Linked DNA regions of Oryctolagus cuniculus: region 2 is linked to region 1. Evidence: chromatin contacts called from public Micro-C data. All regions are on one chromosome and are shown on one strand. The core of a region is the stretch at or near the end of the contact, and the rest is flanking DNA. Distances in the headings are between cores, read along the strand shown. Region 1 holds the start of NOL10 (nucleolar protein 10). Region 2 holds the start of ODC1 (ornithine decarboxylase 1).

Evidence for each region. Hi-C and Micro-C count contacts between places; a contact is called where the count stands out from the background.
Region 2: a contact with region 1 is called in a Micro-C map of ear pinna, with 3 times the contacts expected there. The contact joins the promoter of ODC1 here to the promoter of NOL10 in region 1. A contact is called at or near these places in 2 of 6 Hi-C or Micro-C datasets (ear pinna and psoas muscle).

Annotation. Positions count from the first base shown.
Region 1 is chr2:191,788,202-191,792,738 of mOryCun1.1, reverse strand. NOL10 (nucleolar protein 10) reads right to left here and starts at 1,783. Exons shown (of 21, transcript XM_002722390.5): 1 at 1,593-1,783. The coding sequence starts at 1,658.
Region 2 is chr2:191,975,366-191,979,738 of mOryCun1.1, reverse strand. ODC1 (ornithine decarboxylase 1) reads right to left here and starts at 2,256. Exons shown (of 12, transcript XM_070069752.1): 1 at 2,176-2,256; 2 at 139-244; 3 at 1-57. The coding sequence starts at 40. LOC127485124 (small nucleolar RNA SNORA42/SNORA80 family) reads right to left here and starts at 994; the gene lies at 862-994.

The sequences.
Region 1 (4,537 bases), core at 534-3,033:
CCCAGAGGACATCAGCAACTCCTGGGACGCTTTCGGCTGTCACTAGAGGTATGCCCGCACCCCGAGGACAGAGGCCACACGCTGCGGGACAGCCACCCCAGACCGTCACCAACGGCAAGGCTACGACAGCCCTCCCTGAAGCAAGGAGAAGCAAGCGCGCCACTCAGCAGACACCATCTCTAAAAGCAGACGCGATGCAGAACCCGGGCCAGGCCGCGGCATCCGGCCTCTGGGACACACTCGGGACCCGAGCTGAGCGCCGCGGCGGTGTCCACGCCGGACAGGGCGGGAGAGCCGGAGCCGGCCATCGCCCTCAGCCCGGCGTGCCTCTGGCTCCCTGGCACTCGTGTTCAGCTCCCGGGGAAGCTGGGGGACTTCCCAGGCACACGTGCATCCAGGCGCATCAGCCTGTGGCAGCAGGAAGGTCTACGCCACGGCTCCCGCCCCGACCAACATCCAGCGTTCTGAGGGAGCTACTCAAGGAAGGGGCGGCCCTTCCGGGAACAGGGGTCCTACGTAGGGGGCAGAGAGGGGGCCGGGACCTGGGAGGGCCAGAATCCCTGACCCGGCACAGGTGGGGAGCGAGGCCCGGCCGGGAGCTGTCCCACAAACGGACAAGCAGGCAGCGTGGCACGGGACAAAGGAGCCTGAGGGTCAGCCCAGACGAAAGGCGGAGTGCCGGAGAGAGAGCGGGAGAGAGAATCTCCCATTCACTGGTGCACTCCCCAAATGCCCACAATACTCCAGACGGGGCCAGGCTGAAGCCAGGAGCCGCCTGCTGGGCAGTGAACCAGCGGATGGAAGCTCTCTTTCCAAGAAAAGACGTGGGCCATCCTCTGTGCTGCCCCAGGCACTGGCAGGAAGCCGGGCTGGCACTCGGGCACAGCGCGCCAGGCAGCCCAAGTGGCGCTGCACCTGCTACACCTCCAGACCGCCCCACGCCGAGCGCTGACGCTGTATCCCGCCCGCTCACTCACTCTCCATCATCCTTTCCCCCCGTGACACATGCGCTCCGGATGCCGCACTTACGACGGGGCCGCCTGCACAGCTTAGCTTCTCAGGAGCGTGCACAGAACGAGGGAGTGACGAATGAGAAGACGCGGGAGACGTGCCATTCCTGACACCGGGAATGCGGAGAAGAGGCGAAGGCTCTCATCACCTACCCCCGGATGTCCCTGGAGGGCCCTGGAGGGCTGTCCCCACCCCGCCCCGACCTCTTTCTGGATCCCAGAAAGATCTACAGACGAGCAGACTGGGACAGAACCACGCACTTAGACCGCGGGGCCAGGCGAGTCCCGCAGGCGGGGAAAGGCGTCCGCCGCTGCCGACCGTGCACCTGCGAGGCCCGCGTCTCCACCGCCCACTGCCGTACCCGGCCCACGCGCGAGGACCACGACCCGCGGGCGGACGGGCACCGGCACGCAGCCGGCCAGGTACCCGTCCACGTTTTCCTGGCGGCACCGCCACCCATGCCCAAGCCGACTTGGCCTCCGCTCCAGAGACTGGGCGCTGATGCCGGTGCCGGCGCCCACCAGCCTGGCCCCCAGCGCGCCGTCACTCGCCTCCGGGCAGCCGGGACGGCCCCGACTCACCTCAGGAAGAGACTTGCCGCAGCTCAGGCTGTAAATCTTCACCTCGTTAAGGCTGGACACTTGCATGGTGACGGCGAGAGGCAGCGATCTCAGTCGCCGCGCCCGGTCCCCTCCCACCGGCACGCTCCAACATCCGACTCCCAGGCCCGGCACGGCGCGGCGTGCGGCGGCGGGCGCCGGATGATGACGCACTTCCGGCCGCCGGGCCGTGCGCAAGTTCCCGGAAGAAGCGAGGCGGCGGAGCCGGCGGGAGAGCTGGGGCGCCCTGGTGAGGCGGCGGCCGCGCCCCTGCGCTCAGCGTCGCGAGTGGCGGGAAGTGTGGTCTCTGTCAGTGTTTCTGCAGCTTTGCTTTAGAAATAACTGCGCTTAAAAATGGCTTCACTAAAAACGGGGTGTCGCCTGGCTCGTTTGGCTTTCACTCACTGAGGGAGGTCGCGAGGGAGGGGTGACGATCGGGGAGGGGCTGGCGCCCGGGGTCTCCGGGGACGGGTGTGGCCGCCGTGACGGACAGCCCCTGGCGGACGCGCGGGCGTCGGCGTCCCCGCATCGCTCCGTTACCCGGGACCCGACCTCGCTCTCGGGTCGGCGAGAGCTGCTGCGATGGCCCGGGGTGCTCCATTTCTGTCCTATTTCTTCGAAAAATGGAGGCTTCCCCGGCCCCAGACCCCAGTCCCTGCCTGTCTCACTCCCACCGCGCCTGCTTACGGTGCTGAGCCAAGTACTGCTTGCCTAATCCCCTAACTAAGCACTCCCAGTATTCCGCGCTGTTTTTCTTGGGGAAGAGCTTTGCCGTCTTCGCAGTCACCTAGACAAGAACCTCGGGCCATTGCTGCCTCTTCTGCCCACGTGGCTAGACTTGACATTTCTACCTCTGGGAAAAAAAAAAGAAATTTAAGATGTATGTATTTGAAAGGCAGTTAGAGAGATCTTCCATCGTTGGTTCACTCCCCAAAAAGCCGCAGTGGCCGGAGCTGGGCTGACCTGGAGCCAGGAGCTCCTTCCGGGTCTCACACGCGGGTGCAGGGGCCCAAGGACTTGGGCCATCTTCTGCTGCTGTCCCAGGCCACAGCAGAGAGCTGGGTCGGAAGAGGAGCAGCCCGGACTGGAACCAGTTCCTATATGGATGCTGGCATTGCAGGCAGAGGCTTAATCTATGCCACAGTGCTCCCCCCCCCCAAATTTTGAGGGCCTGGCGCTGTGGCATGGTGGGCTAAGCCTCCGCCCACAGCACTGGCGTCCCATATGGGTGCTGGTTGTAGTTCCGGCTGCTCCACTTCTGATCCAGCTCTCTGCTGTGACCTGGGAAAGCAGTGGAAGATGGCCCAAGTCCTTGGGCCCCTGCACCTGTGTGGGAGACCTGAAAGAAGCTCCTGGCTCCTGGCTTCGGATTGGCAAAGCCCCAGCCACTGTGGCCATTTGGGGAGTGAACCAGCAGATGGAAGACCTTTGTCTCTCCCTCTATCTGTAACTCAAGTAAATAAAAACTTTAAAAAAATTTTTTTTGAAGAGCAAGAGAGAGCGAGCGAGCGCTCTTCCATCCATTGGTTCACTTCCCAATCCCTCAGCAGCAGGCTGTGCAGGCTGAGCCAGCATCCTGCAACTCACCCTGGTCTCCCGTGGGCCGCGGGGTTCAGGGAGTGGAGCTGCCGCCTGCCTGCCCCAGCGCGTCGTTAGCGGAAGCTGAATCAGAAGCCGCGGTGGGACTCGACTCCAGGCTCCCGTGTGGTGTCCGAGCCTGGCCTAACTGCGCACCGCACGCCCACCTCTGATTCTCAGACTCCTTAGACCCTCCTGCCTAGGCTCTAAATCTTGTTTTTGCATTATTACACTCCCAGCTGACCTCCCTGCCTCTTTTTTAAGTTTTATGATTTATTTTGTTTACTTGCAAGAGTGACAGGGGAGGAGGCAGGAAAAGAGCTCCATCTGCCGCTTCGCTCCACAAATGCCCACAGCAGCTGCGGCTGGGCCAGGCTGTCTCCCCCTCCTCCCAGGCCATTATCAGGAAGCGGGGGCGGAGGCGGAGGCAGGACTCAACGCCAGGCACTCAAACACGATGCGCGCGACACAAGGGTCAGCTTGAGCCACTGCACCACAGTGCCCGCCTTCCAGCTGCTTCTGGCACCTGCGGACCCTCCTGCACCTGTGTCGTCTCCCCGATGCCTGGTTCTGTATAATCCACTCGCAACCATTTCTTAAACTGGGGCTCACAGTTCCATCCTCAAGGTACCCTTGGGGGTTTTCTGCTTTGTTTTCTCAGCAGCCAGCGCTTACTGGCCACGTGAGACGCGCGGCCCCTTTTACAGGGCCCAGCCCGTGTTAAAGTCTCCAGCTCACGGATGCCTCCACGGCAATGGCTCTGGCTCTGGGGTGGGGGGATCAGCAGGACACTGCACCGTGGGACACGCCTGTGCTGGGTGGAGGTCACGCGATGTCATGGCCCACTGTGCAAAAGCCGTTCTGCAGCCGACCAAACTGAAGTCAGGGATGGGGCAGTTAGATCATCCCGGGGCCTGATCGTGGACAGGTGGGGGAGCAAAATAACTCACTGCGGTGGCGCCATCTATTCTGTTGGTAGAGAGGCAGTCGATTTGCCTCCAAACATGTGACGCCTCGTATTAAATTGTGAAGCTTTTTTTAAATAAAAATTTGTTTATTTATTTGAAAGGCAGAGTTACAGAAAGGCAGAGGGAGAGAGAGAGAGAGGTCTTCCATCTGCTGGTTCACTCCCCAGATGACTGCAATAGCTGGAGCTGTGCCGATCCGAAGCCAGAAGCCAGGAGTTTCTTCTGGGTCTCCCACGTGGGTACAGGGGCCCAAAGACTTGGGCCATCCTCCACTGTCTTCCCAGGTCACAGCAGAGAGCTGGATCAGAGGTGGAGCAGCTGGGGAGACCCGGCGTCCATATAGGATGCTGGCACTGCAGATGGCGACTACCCACTGCACCA
Region 2 (4,373 bases), core at 1,007-3,506, 190 kb before region 1:
GGAAGTGGCAGTCGAACTCTTCATGACTCGAGCTGTTCATGGCTCCTCGATGTCCCTCTGCAGCGGGAGGGGAGCCCTTAGAGACCCCGGCAGTGCCTGCCCCGACCCCACCTCCAGCAGACGGATCTGAACGCTCACATGGAAAACCAAGAGATGAAACTCAGAGAAATTGCTTGCAGCTTCCCACAGAGGCACTCCTCCAGGGTCCGGGTCCTGTGTGCCCGCAGAGCAGTGTGCACAGGACCTGAGGGACAGAGCACACAGGGGACGCTGTTCACCTTACGGCACACGCAGGAGGCAGCGCTCACCGGCACCAGAGCCGACAGCCCCCTCGCTGCCACCGGCATCCCAGCTCCTCCCGGCTCACGTCACAGCTGCCGGTCCCTGGCCAGAACAGGACGGCAGACTCCACACCGGGCTTTCCCCAAGCAGCACACCTGCCAGACCGTCAGGCAGCACCGCAGACACAGCCAGCACTCCCACCCTCCCCACGCCTCACAGAGCGCAGCACCGCGGGAGTACCCAGGGCACGCGACCACGAGCGCCTGTCGGCTCGTGTTCACGCGCCAAGCAGCCTTCCAGCTGCCGCTATCTGGTTGGAAATCGGCGTTCCCCAACCGATGCTGCCTCCCGTTAGCCATGCCGGGAAGCCCAGCCGCCCCTAGGAATACTCTTGTTTCGCTTAGCGTGAGTAATCACGCGGGCAAACTTTATGAATAATAAAAATAAGCCGGAACGTCAGGCTGCTAACAATAAAAGCCACTGTCCTTGGACTCCATGAAACGCGACACCAGTGATCGAGTTCCCCTCAAGGCCTGACTTGAACCCTGCATGACTTGTGCCAGGTAGGAGGCTTCTTCCTACTGTGCGACCCGCTTCAGTGCCAACAACCCACGGACAGAGGCCGGCAATGGTTCGGGGCCACCGTTTGCTGTGGCATGGGACACTATGAGAGGCCCAGGGGGACGGACCTGCCATCAATCCAAACCCATGCGTGGCACAACAGGCTTCCGGCCTCCGTTTAATTGAGTTCCTGGCATTGTCGACCTCAATCACCCTGGGGCGGGGAAGAGGCCACGGCCAGGAAACCCACTTTGGCTACACAGTATCGGTGACAACGAACTCCCCAAAGGAGCTGCGTTACTTAAGGGCTTTACTTAAAGGCGTTACTAAAAGAGCATTCGTTTCTTCTGAAATACAATCCGTTTAGGATCTTGCTTTCCGGGATCTTTCACAGCTTTGCTTGAGATGTCCCAGAGTAACTCTGCCTTACGCAGCGACCTTCCGGAACAGCCGCTGCGCTAAACGGTCCACGCACCGGCACCAGCCGGTCCCGTGTCCACACGGCGACTCCGAGTCCAGTAGACTCCGTCCACTTCGAGGCTTGAAGAAAGCGAGCCACACATCCCGTCCCCACGCTGCCACCCACTACTCAGAATTCTCGAACTACACGATCAGCCTTATTTAAAAAAAAAAAACTTTCAGGCTGGCTCCTACGCGCGCCTGTTGGCCTGAGCCAAGTCGCTCAGAGAGCCCTCGGATAATAAACCATTCCAGGTCCCGCACCAGCCGTCTCCGGCGACTCCGGGCGCTTCTGCCACGGCGTCACCCGTCCCCGCAGCCAGAAAGCCGGAAAAGAAGGAGCCCCGGTCCTCCAGATCGCGGGGCCGCGGCCGGGGCCGGCGGCGCCGCCCTGCACCTGCTCCGGGCCGGCCGCGCGGGCCCCGCGAGCGCAGCGGCTGCAGGAGCCCCGGGGCCTGCCCGGCCGCTTCCGGCCCGGGGCCGCCGCTGACGTGGGCCTGCAGCGAGGGCAGCGCCGGGCGCGCCGCCGGTCCTGCGCTCCGCCCCGGGCGCCCGGGCCTGCGACCACGTGTGGCCCGCGGGCGCCCCCCGGCCCCGGGCACGTGGCCCTGCCGCCCCCCGCCCGCCCGCCCGCCCGGCCCGGCTCCCACCTCAGAGCGCCCCCGCGCCGCGGGCCGGCCCCATGGAGACGCCGCCAGCGCCCGATGCTAAGCCGGAGGAGCGCCCGGCCGCCCGCCGGAGACGCCGGCCGAGGTGGCGCCCGCGCTGGGGGCAGAGGGCGGCCGGCGGCGGCGGCGGCTGCAGCGACTGACAAAGCCCGACGGCGCGCCGCGCCGCTACTTATAGCGCCGGCCTGTCGCCATGGAGACGCACCAGCTCAAACCAGCCGCGATCGGTTCCGGCCGGGAGGCCTCCGGAGGAGGGGCGGGGGCTCGGCGGCGGCCAACCCGGGCCGGGGCGGAGGGGGCGGGGGTCGCGGGCGCCCGGACGTCAGCGCCGCCGCGCGCCGCGCGTGCCCGCCCCGCCCCGCCCCGCCCCGGGGCTCGCGCCCCGCCCGCCCGGCCTCGCGCCCCGCCCGGCCCGCGGGCCGGCCCGCGCATGCGCACGCGCGCGCCGCCGCAGGCCCTGTCGGGCGCCGGCGGGGCCGCCTCGCTCGTGTGTGTGGCGGGCGCTGAGGCACATGGCCGCCGCAGGATGTCGGCCGCCGCCCGCCCCGTCGCGAGAGTGTGCCTCCACTCGGCGTTCCGCGCCTCGAGGGCGGAGAAAAGGGGACGGCGAGGGCCCGGGGCGCGCTCGGCCTGGCCGCCGGCCCTCAGCGGCGGAACGCGCGGAGGGCCACCGCCGGCGTGGCCTTGAGAATGGCCGCAGCCGCCTGGGGGCTCGGGGCTCCGGGAGCGGGCGGTGACGGGCCCGCCCCGGCAGCCCTGGTTGGAGAAGCCCCGAGCACTTTGACAACTGCTGGGCTGGGTCCCACCCTGGGGGTGGGCTGTGGCCCCCCGCGGGCTGGGGGGGGGTGACCCTGGCCTTGTGCTTTCAGGGTCACTGTGAGGTGTGGGTGCCCACAGCCGGCCCGGGGCGTTGCCAGTGGACACTTAATGCCCGCACGCATGCGTGAGCAAATGGTCGCGCTCCGCTAGGAGCAGGCTCAGCGCCCCGGAGCTGAACGGGACGCTGGGAGCGGAGGGCAGAAGATGCCGAAGAAGCACCTGACGGGCAGCCACCGGCTCCCTCGGGCTCCCTGCTCGACTTGATTTATTTCTTTTTTAAAGATTTACTTCTTTATTTGAAAGGCAGAGGTACAGACAGAAACAGAGATCTCCCACCTGCTGGGTCATTTCCCAAATGGCAGCAAAGGCTGGGCCCCGGCCAGGCCCAAACCAGGAGCCTGGAACTCCACGTGGGCCTCCCACGTGGCTGCAGGAGCCCAAGCACTTGGGCCGTGCACTGCTTTCCCCGGCACGTCCACAGGAAGCCGGATCAGAACCAGAGCGGCCAGGACTGAAACCTCACTCCTGTGGGCTGTCGGGGCTGCAAGCCGGGGCCTGCCCTGGTCAACTTTATAGAGTCCGTGAGCAACCAGTGAGTGCCAAGTCCCGGCGGCCAGGCCAAAGAACGGTTTTATCACCACTCTTAACGAACCTAATTCTTCCCAAGCCCCAAGATCAGAAGCCATCAGAGATCGTAGCTCCTCCTGCTCCGTGGGACAGCTCTGACCGGGAGCCTCGTCCCCTCGCTGTGAAGGAATATTTGGCCCCAGCAACACCTGAGTTTTCCTGGAAGGCTCCAAGGGGGCCGCAGTGCCCTGGGGCACTCCGTCTGTCAGTCATTCTACACTCTGCTCAGCTACGTGGCCTCATCCCAGTGGAGGCGACCAGACGTCTGGCATACGGGGGTCTCTGTTCAGCTTGGGAGCCTAGAGGCAAGTCCTCGCTGAGGGAGCCGGGTTGTCCGTTAGCTGTACACAGAGCTGCTCACGGGCCTGTCGGCCCGCACCAGGCGCTTCGGCCAACCCACGCGGACGTACGCTTGCTGGCCCCGCGTACAGGCACCTTCATTGGGGAAGGCCGGGCCTTGCCCTTGACCCATCTGACCTGGTTGGGGAAGCGGAAGCGAGGGAAGACGCCTGCTTCCGGGAGTGCCGGCCGGCTGCAGGCGCACTCTTGGCAGGGCCCGGTGGCGGTGGGTCTGCGAGTCAGCGGAGCTGAGTCAGAGACCGACTCCGATCTGGATTCGGGAGGTAACCAGTGCTGACTCAACCAGGTCTTATTCAAAGTCCACTGCATCACCCTCGGCCGGTTTGGTTTTTCCCCTAAAGAGAAAAGCAGCAGCTCCTTGGGAAGTCGGTGATGCCAAACACCTGGGCGTGACGCTTAGGCCCGACGGGAGGTCTGTGTTTTCTGCAGGAGCAGTACAGGAAGTGAGTAAAAACACCGACGCCACGCGCCTGAGTTCCGGACCACGCGCAGCCTCCCTGGGGACCTGAGCACCTCGCTGCTGCTGCCCCGGCCTCCTGGCCTTCCCCGGCTCCAGGCGCCCTGTGGGCCTCCCGCGTGCCTCTGACCTCCGGTACA